2 separate regions of the Xenopus laevis genome follow, and region 2 is linked to region 1. The links are chromatin contacts, called in public Hi-C maps. All regions are on one chromosome and are shown on one strand. The core of a region is the stretch at or near the end of the contact, and the rest is flanking DNA. Distances in the headings are between cores, read along the strand shown.

The links. Hi-C and Micro-C count contacts between places; a contact is called where the count stands out from the background.
Region 2: a contact with region 1 is called in a Hi-C map of animal cap, with 4 times the contacts expected there. A contact is called at or near these places in 3 of 4 Hi-C or Micro-C datasets (the XL177 cell line, the XTC cell line and animal cap).

Annotation. Positions count from the first base shown.
Region 1 is chr2L:81,344,897-81,350,798 of Xenopus_laevis_v10.1, reverse strand. All of the region lies in intron 1 of bcor.L (BCL-6 corepressor), which reads left to right. Among protein-coding and RNA genes, the nearest start is that of bcor.L, 63 kb to the left of the region's middle.
Region 2 is chr2L:81,407,054-81,413,121 of Xenopus_laevis_v10.1, reverse strand. bcor.L (BCL-6 corepressor) reads left to right here and starts at 2,288. Exons shown (of 15, transcript XM_041582092.1): 1 at 2,288-2,981.

The DNA of each region.
Region 1 (5,902 bases), core at 334-2,833:
GAAGTAAAGATTTGACCTCATCTACATTACCAGCCCAATGTCTGGCCACCACGGCCGCCATCAGGGGGGGACAGGGGGGAGAGTTCTAGGGGGCCCTCGAGGGTAAGGGGGGCCGGCCACGCTGCACTTACTTGATTAGCCAGCCCCCCTGCTTTCTGAGAGCTGCTGACTTCGGGAAGGCAGGGCAGGAGCACAGGGGGAGTTGTCTTCTGTCCATTAATTACCCTTATTGGTCACAGAGTTTAAGTCCCGGCTGAGCTGCTCAGGGATTGAATAGCTGAGGTTTGAATGTCCCTCCAGCTCATCCAATCACCTTTGTGGTCCCTGTTGTGTGGTGGGACCCTGGGCACCAATTTTTTTTTAAACTTCTGGGGGGGAGCAAGTTTTTTTATAATCCATTTAAGGGGGGCCCTGGCCACCAATGTTCTTATAATGTGGGTGGGGCCCTGGACACTTTTTTTTTAACCATGTGGGGTCCTAGCCACCAATATTTTTTAATGGGGGGGCCTGACCACAAATGTTTTTTTATGGAGGGCCCTGACCACAAATGTTTTTTCATGGGGGGCCCTGACCACCAATATTTTTTTTTTTTTATTAACATGTGGGAACCCTAACCACCAATATTTATTTTTTTACTGTGTGGTGGGGGGTGGACCTGTGGGTGGGGAGGGCGCAGCCCAGGGGGCCCAGGAAATCTTGTCGTATGGGGCCCTGCGATTTCTGATGGCCACATATAGCCATATGCCGTCTCTCCCTTCTGGTCTGTCGTGCTCAATCGGCTACCTTTTGACCAATAATAAGCCTTATGGATTAATGGTTCTGGTAAAAAAAAAACCTTTTTAACAGCAACCAAAAGGAGCGGCGGCCTCTTTTCGCTTCCTGCAGTTGTGATCGTTCAGGCACTCACCCAGAACAAATGTTCTATGGTATTCATGTATGGCCGTAAGGCTGGTTTAGCGAGAATAAAAGTCTAGATGGCACTAACGCAGTAGTACTATCTCACATATACGGATTGGGGGTTATTTAAAATATCTCTGTGTGCCTGTAGCATAAGCGTTATAGGGTCCTGCCCAAATGCTGAATGAGAAAATTGGGTTTAAAGCCAAATACGACTAAAAACCACAGTTTAATGGGCATTCAATTATCTTAAATGATTGTGAACGATTAAAACAAAGAATATGTATGGGGCGTACTGAGAGCGAAGACCTGGCCTCGCAGTTCCCATGAATTGAGTGAATACTTTTCTACAATGTGTTACTTTGCAGCTACACAATGGTCAGATATTAGACTGTTAGCTCTTAGGGCCACGAACAAAGTCCTTTACAGCGACAGCTTACATCCTGTGCGGCGAAACCGTCTCTTCCGTATTTAAGCAACACTGAAGCCAACGGTTAGTATGACAGGCTGCGAGTGCTATCCTCGCTCAGGGAGATGTTTCTCAGAGATTAGTGGCCGCAATATGTAGATAGGAGCCTGCCTGTTGCACCTGACACGTCTACGGCTGCACCTCTTCCCCTTTGCTGTGTGTGCAGTTCGCGCACGCCTCGGCTCTGTGCCCCTGCTACAGGCTCAGCCTGCGCTTCTGGCTCCCACGATTGATTGACCTGATAAGGGCTGCGGGGCGTGTCTGGGCTGCAGCTGCTCCGGCTGGGGACTTTTCTTAGTTAACCCCCGCGCTGCTGGTTCGCGCGTCTCATTCAGTCCATAGGTGGAACTCTTTAGCCAAGTGTCGCACAGTCACACTACTAGGCAGGATTGGGTCCCGGGTGGTTGCATAGTACATACGATTTAACTCTAGGGAAGAGACTGTGGGTTACAGTACAGTTACCGCGGAACGCTTTAGAGTGCTGGGCCTCTATTAATAACACACCGTGCGTTGGTCTTAAACATAGGAGTATTATTGTCACTATTTTGCTTGCAGAGCGTGTGCACACAGTGTCCCTTCCTGCAGTTTGTGTGTATGAAGAACTTCTTGATTTCGGCTGTTTCACAACCACGTTTTTCCTATTTGTATTCTGTGAAGGGCTGTGTGTTTAGGCGCTCTGCAAACAATGACACACACGCACTGCTCGGCTGCCTGCAGTCGCGCCTTCTCGCAGGCCATCATAATGAGCCGAGCGTGACTGACAGTTTTGTCTCACGAGGTGTTGTGCATCAGCAGTGTATTTTGTATGTGTGTATGCAGATGTGTAGTTCTGAGGCTGCCTTGTTCCTATTATCTGGGCCAGGCAGACTTCCATCCTGTCCATGTCCCCAGCTCACAGTAATCTTCATAGGGAACGCATTTCTGAACCAGCAAAGGAGACAAAGACCAGGGCGAAACAGGAACTGTCCCGGTGTCTGAAAGTTTTAACTCAGGGTGAACGTTTAGCAATGAGTTGGACATTTTCATATAGCCATTCTTGCTTGGGTTTCTTATCCTTGGTTCCCCAGAAGTTGTGGACTACTACCAGCATCCTCCAAATACTGCATAAAAAAGGTAAATGCACACTGTTATAGTTCTGCTACATCTGAGAACCCAAGGTTAAGCAACACGCTCTGCCAGAAAGCTTCAGAGTGCAAGTCATTCTCCAAATGAATTTTCTCCTCTCTTGACCTTCTTTGTTCATTTAGTTGCTTCTAATTACCCACCATCATCTATCCTTCCCTCCATTCCTCCTCCTTGGTCTCATATGGTATAAGCATACATGGCCAATTGTTGAGTGAGCAGGAGGGCCCACAAAAACACATGGGGGGGGAAATTTACTAAAGGGCGAAGTGGCTAACGCTGGCAAAAATTCGCCAGCGCAACGTCATTTCGGCACTTTCGCCAATTTACTAACGGTAGCTGGCATAATTTTGCTTTCGCCAAGGAGATAGACTCTGGCGCAACTTCACACTCTAAAGCCAGGCGAATTTTCGGTCTGGCGAAAAGAGTGTTACAACGCAAATTCACTGAGTTATTGATTTTACTGACCATTACCTCCATCGCCAGACGTGGCTTCGCCACCTCAGACCAGGCAAAGTGCAATTGAGTAGATAGGAGTTCCTCAAAAAAAAGTTGAACATTTTTCCAAGTCCCAAAAGACGCTGGCGTTTTTTCCTATTTAAAGGGTGATAGACTTAAAAAGATTGTAATTTTTTTTGGGGTACCATCTATCCCCCCTACATTTGCTAACATATGGCACCTAAACTATACTGTGGGCACATGTAGCAGTGTAGGGCAGTGTCGTACTAGCCCGGTGGAACACCGGGAAATAACCCGCTGGGCCCCGACCCTCGTGGGTCCCCGCTGGCCTAGAACTCCTCTCCCGATATGCATGCGCGCTGAGCGACGCAGCTCACGCATGCACATGGCGCCGTACATGCATGCGCACTGAGCGGCGCCCTAACACAGTAAAGCCAAGCTTGGCTCATCACAGTAGGTGGCTGGAGGGGGAGTCCGACCCTGGTGTAGGGCAATATAACAACTCTATTTTATTTTATTTAGGTTCCCTGGCCTTGTGTAGTGTAATGTATTTGCTGCAGCATATATGGCCATTGTACATTAACTGCACGCCGTATGCTAATTAGCCAACGCTAGCATAACTTCGAACTGCTGAGCGTAATTTCGCCAGCAGTCGGTACTCTGTGTGCAACTTCGGAATTAGCATTGTCCAGGCGAATTTAGCCTGGCGAAGTGTTACGATGTGCGCAAAGCCATCACTGGGAATGTTCGCTGGTTAGTCAACTTGCCCCATGGGCTCATATGAGTTGTCATTGCATCCTGGTGGAGCAGTCCTACACTTGTTCCACACAGAATAACATTTGCGAGGGTACCATCCAGCAGTTTTCCAGATGTTGTTCTGCTGTTCTGGGTTGACAGAGGGTGCTGGGAGTTTTTGCTCACCAACAGCTGGTTATAGTACACAATGTAATTTACCTTCTTTCATACAACTGTTCTACTGGAGCCCATGATCGGGTTTGCACCCCTGAGATCTATAAGGCTATAGTAGCTTTCTTGAAGAAGTTGCTCTTTCAATGCTATGTCTGCTGGCACAAAGAAACTACAATTAAGTAACTGGACAGGCAACTGCCACATTCGCTCCAGTTGTCATGCGAATCTTTATTTCTCATTAATGCCTCTTTAAGGGGAAGCAAAACCTCTGCTTGGAATGCCTTCTGGTCGAATAAAATGTCAAGTCTGTGGTCGCTAAAGGTCGTGCCTCCTATTCGCACGTCTATTCGCATAGTCTGTGGGGAGCACGATAAAAAGGAAAGTGCGGTGTATCTTCTGGTTATAAGATCGCGGATGTTTACAAGAAATTAATGTCACTAAAAGGATCTGAAATGTGCACTTCAGCGAGACTTTAATTTCCATGCTTCCTGTAAAAGCCAATTCGTTTCAAAAGAGAAGTGAGTCACAGCAGAAGGCGGCTGACTCGGGCCTAGAGCGACATTACCGTTGCTACTGGCATTCTCGCTGTCTCCCCATTCTTTTCCCATAAATAACGAGCAATTTCACAGATCTCTTATAACCACAGTTTGAGAAGCCTGTCGCGTGGAGCATCGGACCTTTAAATATAGAGGGGGTCCGAATCATTTTAGGGCTAGTTTGTGATTTGAATCGTCAAAATGAGGGTTGTTAAATGAACACCGTCGCTCATTATATGAATGTGACCCTGTGGGCCAAACTTTGAATTCCGCCAGTATAATGACGATAATACCTGCAGACGTCGCAGTTAAACATAACAGCACCACTCCGGCGCGATGCGACTGTTTGATCATTCGGCGTCTGTCTTCCCTGCTATGACGCGACTGGCACTGTTTGAGGGCCCATAATTGGATTTTTTGCACTTCCTTCCTTCACCTCTGTTTTGTGTGGGTTTTCATTTTATATGTTAAAACGGTCACAATAGCGAGAGAGTGGAGACAGAAATAGTTAATCTCTTTACAGCTCCAGTCATTGTTTCTTTGTGTTAAAGCTGGCTATTTCCCCACGTTGATCTATCGGTAAAACCATGTATTTTCCAAACTGAGCCTATTCTATTGCTGTATAACAGGGCGCGTGTTTTTGTCCACAATCACAGACCTGAGTAGGCCTCACGCGACTGAGTAACGACATCAATTGTAGTATTTTAATTCTAGGGATGTGGAAGTGCTGCTATATCTGCTGATTTCCAATTTCCAGTCCATGCGATGTTGCTGGTTGTGAAGAGCTGAAATTCCCATGGATCGCCTCCTGGCTGCTAATTGGTTAATAAAGAAAGCTTTGTCGGAGTAAGAGCGCTAATTGGAAAAAGCAGGCTGGCCGCAATAATCATTTTGTCGGGATTTTTAGGAGACGCTGTGAGCTGCTTTTCTACATGAATTTTGCAGCTGGCAGAGTCAGATAAATGGCTCTTTATGAAGAGGACATTGGCTTTCCTATGAGTCAGCCCACTCATAAATCGTGACCCCCAAGGGCTGCCTGGCTAGTGCCAAGCTCAGCGCCAACTGGGATCAGTCCTTTCTGGCACAGCAGGGCGATCAGGCTCGAGGGAACCTTGAAACCTCCTTTCCAAACAGGCAGCGAATAAAGCAGGTCAACAGCCGCCTGAACAGACGTTTCTAAAAACAGCCCCACCCCTCTCTCCCCCCTCCAACAAGTGCTGCTCTACATGTCAATATCCAGGCGAGCACTGCGAGGTCATTCAAGGAACAAATCTGCCACAAGTCACTCAAATTACTTTCCACTTTGTCCCGAAACCACGGCTCCGGCACCCAGAAAAAAACACCTATTTTGGTGCAAGAACCAAAAAGAAAAAAAGATTGAGATAGATAGATAAACCCTGCCTGCTCAGAGACCTTGTGTGACTTCAATAAAACACACACATTCTAGGATAGATCTGCTAGCGCATTAGGCTTTTCTTTAACGCAACCAGAGCACTAAATTCAGCACAAT
Region 2 (6,068 bases), core at 1,039-3,538, 62 kb before region 1:
ACGACCGATTTCAGTGCAGTCTGACCAATCCATCAAATTATCGTGCGGTTAGTGGAATTCGAACGATCGCCCATCTTACAGAAAATCTGTCAGAAAATTGATTGGCCAGGTTTAAAAATCTTTATTGACCCCAGTGCAATCTATCTATGTTTGCAGGGCCAAGCAGGCAGCTACTCTTCAGTTTTGCTGGCAAAAAACCTGAAATGGTCTTTTTATTTAATGGACACAACGATCATTTTGAGATCATGGCAGTCTCACAATAACGATTGGATCTTTTAAAAATCTTTACATCTATGGCCAGCTTTACACTTGAAATTTAGTACCTCAAATTGGTCCTACAATGTAAATACAGTAAGGTACTTTACCCTCTCCAACTTCTTCATATTGTTTCCGAATTACTTAATTCTAGCTGGGTGCATGGGCAGTAAGGCTTAGACTGAGGGCACACAGAGCATTGACTCTGGTGGGCTCTCTCCTTTTTTGCAGGCTGAGAGAAGTAAATACACTCCCTAACAGGGGTGTTTCAGGCCCCAATGCCACCTTGAGGCAGCCAAGTCGATGCCTAAACCTGCACTTTTTGTGTCAGCGTGTAAAGTGGGCCACATTAATAGTGCAAAGAGCACAATTGCACTCTTCACAATATGAGGCCAAAATTCCAACTTAAAAATCAGAATTGTGGCTCTTTATTTTATCAGGAATGGCTTTTTGCTGCCCATGGTAACATGTGGGCTGCTGACGCTTAAGGCGAGCTTCTGAACTTGCCTCATTGAGGCAGTACCCCTTCCTTCCCCAGCACCATTGATCTGCACTGAAAAGTATAGCTTCCACTTTAGTGCAAGGATGGGAGTGGAAATTGGTACAAAATGTGAAAGCATGCATTTTTGGGCCAATCTCTGCTCTGTTTATCTGTTTGTGGAGTGTGCCGACATTTTTCGTCTGGTGGAGATCGGTCGTTTGGTTGATCGGAAAGGTTTGATTTTGACTCGACCGATCATTGCGCATCGCATCGTAATCGGATCGTTCAGCCATATGGCTGAACGTTCAGATTACCCCGATATAGCCATGCTCATTAATGGCATATCGGGGAAAGATCCGCTCGTTTTTCCACCTTCAATGTTATTCTGATAAAATTGTATGCAGATGGGCTGTGAGTGTAAGCCCCTCTTTGGACTTGCAGCCTACAGGAGGCTCTGTTTTGCAGTGCACATGGTTTTTATACAACTATAACTTGTCTTCAGATCAGGAATTCAAATAGAGGCTACATACTTAATTTAAGGCCACTGGTAGCAATATCTCAAGAGATTGGAGAGCAACAGGTTGCTCACAAGACATTGGTTGGGGATCACTGCCATAGACAGTCACTATTTAGTGGGCTGGTGGGGTTCTGTTTGGGCCTCTATGTACTTGAAATGCCAGGGCCTATTTTGAATGCCATTCCAGGCCTGGTTCTTAGCATGCGCTCCAACCAAAGGAATTTTGAAGTTCTCCAAGTTATTGGTAGTGCACCAGATGATGTAAATCTGTAATGGAGCTTGGCTCATGGTTGCGTCTGGTAACTTGTTCCTAGCTGTTTAAAAGACACTGGGGCTCATTTATCAACACTGGGCAAATTTGCCCATGGGCAGTTACCTATGGCAACCAACAGGTCCGGACTGAGAATTAAAATAGGCCCTGCTGTTTCAGGTACACAGAGGCCCAAACAGCCCTCCATCAGCCCACTAAATACTGACTTTCTATGGGACCTTATAGCAGCGCCTCTGGCATTTGCCAGAACCCACAGATTGCCAGTCTGGGCCTGGCAACCAATCAGTGATTAGCTTTTTAAAGCCAGCTGCAAGTAGAATAATGAATGTAGCTATTTGATTGGTTGCTATTGGTTACTGCCCATGGGCAAATTTGCCCAGTGTTGATAAATGACCCCCAGTGGGTCTACAGAGTTTAGGGGGACACTTAAAGGTACCTAAAGTGGGCATTGTGCTAAACATTGAAGTCGTTTGGAAGTCTGCCATCTACTCCCATAAAATACTACTTTGTGGCCATTCTGGCCCTTGAACAATACAGTGTTTAGATCATAGACCCCTGCAAGCACTTATTGATGCCATATGTATAATTAGTTTCATTTTATATAGGTTATGTTCTTGGTTATATGCGAGTGGATGAAGACGAGCTCTGTTGGCTGCCGGTTTGTCAACGAGCAGTGGGGCAAGTGGTGCGGAGGACGTCATGGGCAGTGGAGGCCGAGTGCGCAGCTACAGTTTATCTGGTGCTTTGGTCTGAATTCTTCGGCGTTGAAGTTGGATGGAAGGGGAGCCATGCCGCAGGTGTCTGGGGAAAATAACTAGAGACTATGAGAAACTGAAGAACTATAACCCGGAGTGAATGGGAAGGAGGAGAGTGAAGCCTAAAGTCAAACACTGAGCACAAGATACGGAACTAAATTCCCAGCAGGCATAAGGGCAGCAGGCTAGTTCCCTCCGTTTCCTGCCGGAGAGCAGCGCTTGGGAGACGCCGTGTAACTCGCCTGAGCCAGACTCCCGTGCTTTTGTCACACAGTAGGGGAGGAGGGAGACTGGGAGGGGAGAGAGGAGCGCGGAGGAAAGAAGCCGATGCACGGCGAAGGGCTGGGAGGTTTAGCTTGTTTCCTTCGCACAACAGCAGATTAAACAATAACAGGAACAAGCGTGTGCCGGGAGACATAAGCCAGGGGAAGGGAAGAGAGAGGGACCCGTTGCTGCGACCAGGAGAGAGTGCACGTGCCGAGGGGATTACCCCGCACTCTGACGGACACAGAAGGGGGAGGCGAGACTAGAGCAGCAAACGGGAGGAGGAAGCATGTCCGTGCTACAGTGATATTTCCGGGAGAAAGAGGCACCTGCAGACGGCGCCTACAGGGAAACGACTTACTCACACTCCGTGACTAGGTCAGGGCAAAGTTGGCGTCGCTGTCACGTCAGACATCGAGAGGAATCGCCGGAGACAAGGTCAGAAAACACGCACTTTTAACTAAACCTTGTATGTGTCATATACCCCCCATTGATCAACTTTAGAGGCGTGGCTGCTGCGTGCGACTGCGACTTTTATCTGCGCTGTAGCCGTGACCAGAATTGAAGTGACTGCCTAAATAACTGTTTCATATGAGCTAGTTATGGAAAGGACGTAACACGAAGTTGTCTTCGTAATTATGGCTGATAACTTGTTTCTTAGATGGTCCCATGTCATTTATAGGTGGGCAGTTCTGTCATACGTGGAGGAGACATCATTCAATTAAACCGTTCCCCCGGGTTTTCAGCCTGACTCACGAGGTTATATCCAGCCCAAAGGTGCGCAGCTTGGACTTGCCTTGAGCTGCAGTACGAGCTTAATCTCTAATGTGATCATGGAACTAGCAGGAATTCCCCCACCGCCCACTCCCTTTTCCAGCTGGGCTGATAAATTAGTTCCGAGGCGAGAGTGCACGAAACGTTGCGCCTATTGATTCATTCCGTAACTTCAATCAGCATTGATCATTATTAAAGCTGGAGGCAATTTTTGTGCAGAGCTGTGTGTCCGGTCGAGTTAAACACCAGCAATGAGGATTTTCCTTGTCGCTGTGGCATCTACTAAAAAATCTTTAGGTCACATTAGTTACTAGTTGCCTACATCTACCATACTCCTCCAGCTATTATGGTAACATCCGAAATAGAGAGTCACTAAGGTTCTCATTGTGTGCAATGGCTTCTGCCAGTCAACCGAATGGAACAATTAAAGGGGTTGTTCACCTTTGAGATAGCGTTTCGTATGATATAGAGAGGGATATTCTGAGAGTATTTGCAATTGGTTTTCATTTTTTATTATTGGAGACTTTTGCGTTGTTTAGCTTTTTATTCAGCAGCTCTTCAATTTGCATCTTAACCAATCTGGTAACTAGGGTCCAAATTACCCTAGCAACCATTAATTGATTTGAATAAGAGAGGGGAATATGAATAGGAGAGGACCTGAATAGAAGGATCAGTAATAAAAAGTAACAATAACAATACATTTGTAGCCTTACAGAGCATTTGATTTTTTTAGAAGGGGTCAGCGACGCCTATTTGAAAGCTGCAAAGAGTCTTAATAACTATAAAACTATAAAAAAATAATAATAAATCAATTGAAAAGTTGCTTAGAATTGGCCCTTCTATAACATAATGAAGGTGAACCACCCCTTTAACTCGTGCGTGAAACTAAATAGATTGTTTGCATTGCAAGGCCTTGTATTAAATATTGTCTACCTTGGGGACTAATGTATTGGAGATTGAGAAGGGGACAGTTAGTACCTTATTTTTTGTCTCTGTTATATAAAGTATAGCTTTCCAATCTTTGGTGGGGATGCTGGGAGTTGTAATACATGGGTCTTGTAAATAGCTTTTAAAATCTTGTATTTAATAACAAGGTGTTATGCCATTCTTTCTCTGCATCCCTCTCGTTATATAGAAGCTGCTGTCTGGAACAAAACCTGTATTTCACATTGATTATTGGCAGGCAAATGTTTCCACCTGGGGCAGAATAGTCAGTGGGCTGGTGGCTGCCTGACTGAGCGGTTAAAGTGCGATTGACTGCTGTTGCAGCGGATCGCGCTGATGTGCTGAGATTAGGGCTTTGTGTGAATCGATTTACAGCCGCTTTTGCTTAACCCCACACTGCAAGGAACAAAATTTGGGTGATCGCTTCCCTACTCGTTACGATGCTTTAACAAAGTAGACAGATGAGAAGTATGGGGCAAATTCATGTTACACTTTTAACTCTTTGCAGTATGGACGTGTCACTGTGTGCCCTTGTGACTAATTAGTATGGTGTTATGACTCGCTTGGTACATAGCTACGTATTCTGGGGCATGTGGTACAATTTAAGGACTTGCAAAGGGTTAGTTCTTAGGTAGAACTAACTAAATAGATAACTTTTGTCAGTGTCTTTGAGCACAAAAAAATCATCAATCCTCAAAATTCAGTATTGTCCATTAGTAGGCCCTGGTTCCTGTTGTGCCCCATCCAATGGATTGTATAGCCCCAGCCTGCTCAAGAGCACCATATATACTTCTTTGTGGAATGATCTGACATTTAATATGTACAGTATGTCGAATAATATGTCCACCAGTATTAAAGACTTGTGCCCATTTAGTTTAGCATGTGCAACAAGGTTGTTTTTAGCCTTTGTGGCTCCAGTCCTTCTTTTGGGAGTTGTAGTTCAGTAGCGAATGAGAGCATTTTAGCATTCTTTCTGATTTAACCTATCGCAATAAATTCCTCCATTGGCTTCTCAGCAATAAAGGGTTAATAGCAGCCCTGTTTGTGAGGATTTTGCAATGAGAGTGGCTTGGCATGCCCCTCTGCCAGCTTGTCCAGTGCCAGGCCTCCTGCGTGTGGGGTTGCTGTTGAATCGCTGTCACACGTAGGTTAATTAGGAAGCATTCTCTAGATCAATGGCTTGCACAGCCCATTAGCCATTCTGCTGCCTAATTGCAGGATTGCACTGCTGTCTCGGCACCGTATCCCTGCAATCAGCGATCACTCGCAGCAGCAGCAGCAGCTGGGGATTAGGCGCGCAGAGCCCTATAAGAATGGAGAACCATTTAAACCATTACTGGGCCACGCTCCAGCATACTGGGAAACACGGGAGGCATACGGGGCAATATTAATCCGGAGAAAGCTATCCCAGTGCAGAAGGGACACACTCCCCATTATTTTGCTTTTGTGTACAGTATTCTCCTTCCCCAGTGTGCCCTTTTTTAGCAGTGATGGTACACACCAGGTGTTTTGAATAGGCAGCAATGAATTAGGAAAGAAATAAATGACAGCTTCCAGGCGCAGATGTACTTCTATGGTTGGATTCAGACATTGTACTTGGACTTTGTAAGCTATCCAAGCTTGGGAACAGCCTGAGAGCTACTGCTTGGCCTTGTATTTATAAAGCCAGTGCATTTTGGTTAAAGACGTGTCCGTTTAAATAATAGTCAATTTAGCTAGTGATAATCCTGTGTAGGGGGAATCCTTGCATTTATGTAAAACAAGGATGCCAGGTAGAAATTTGCTAAATGTCATGAGTCGTGTACT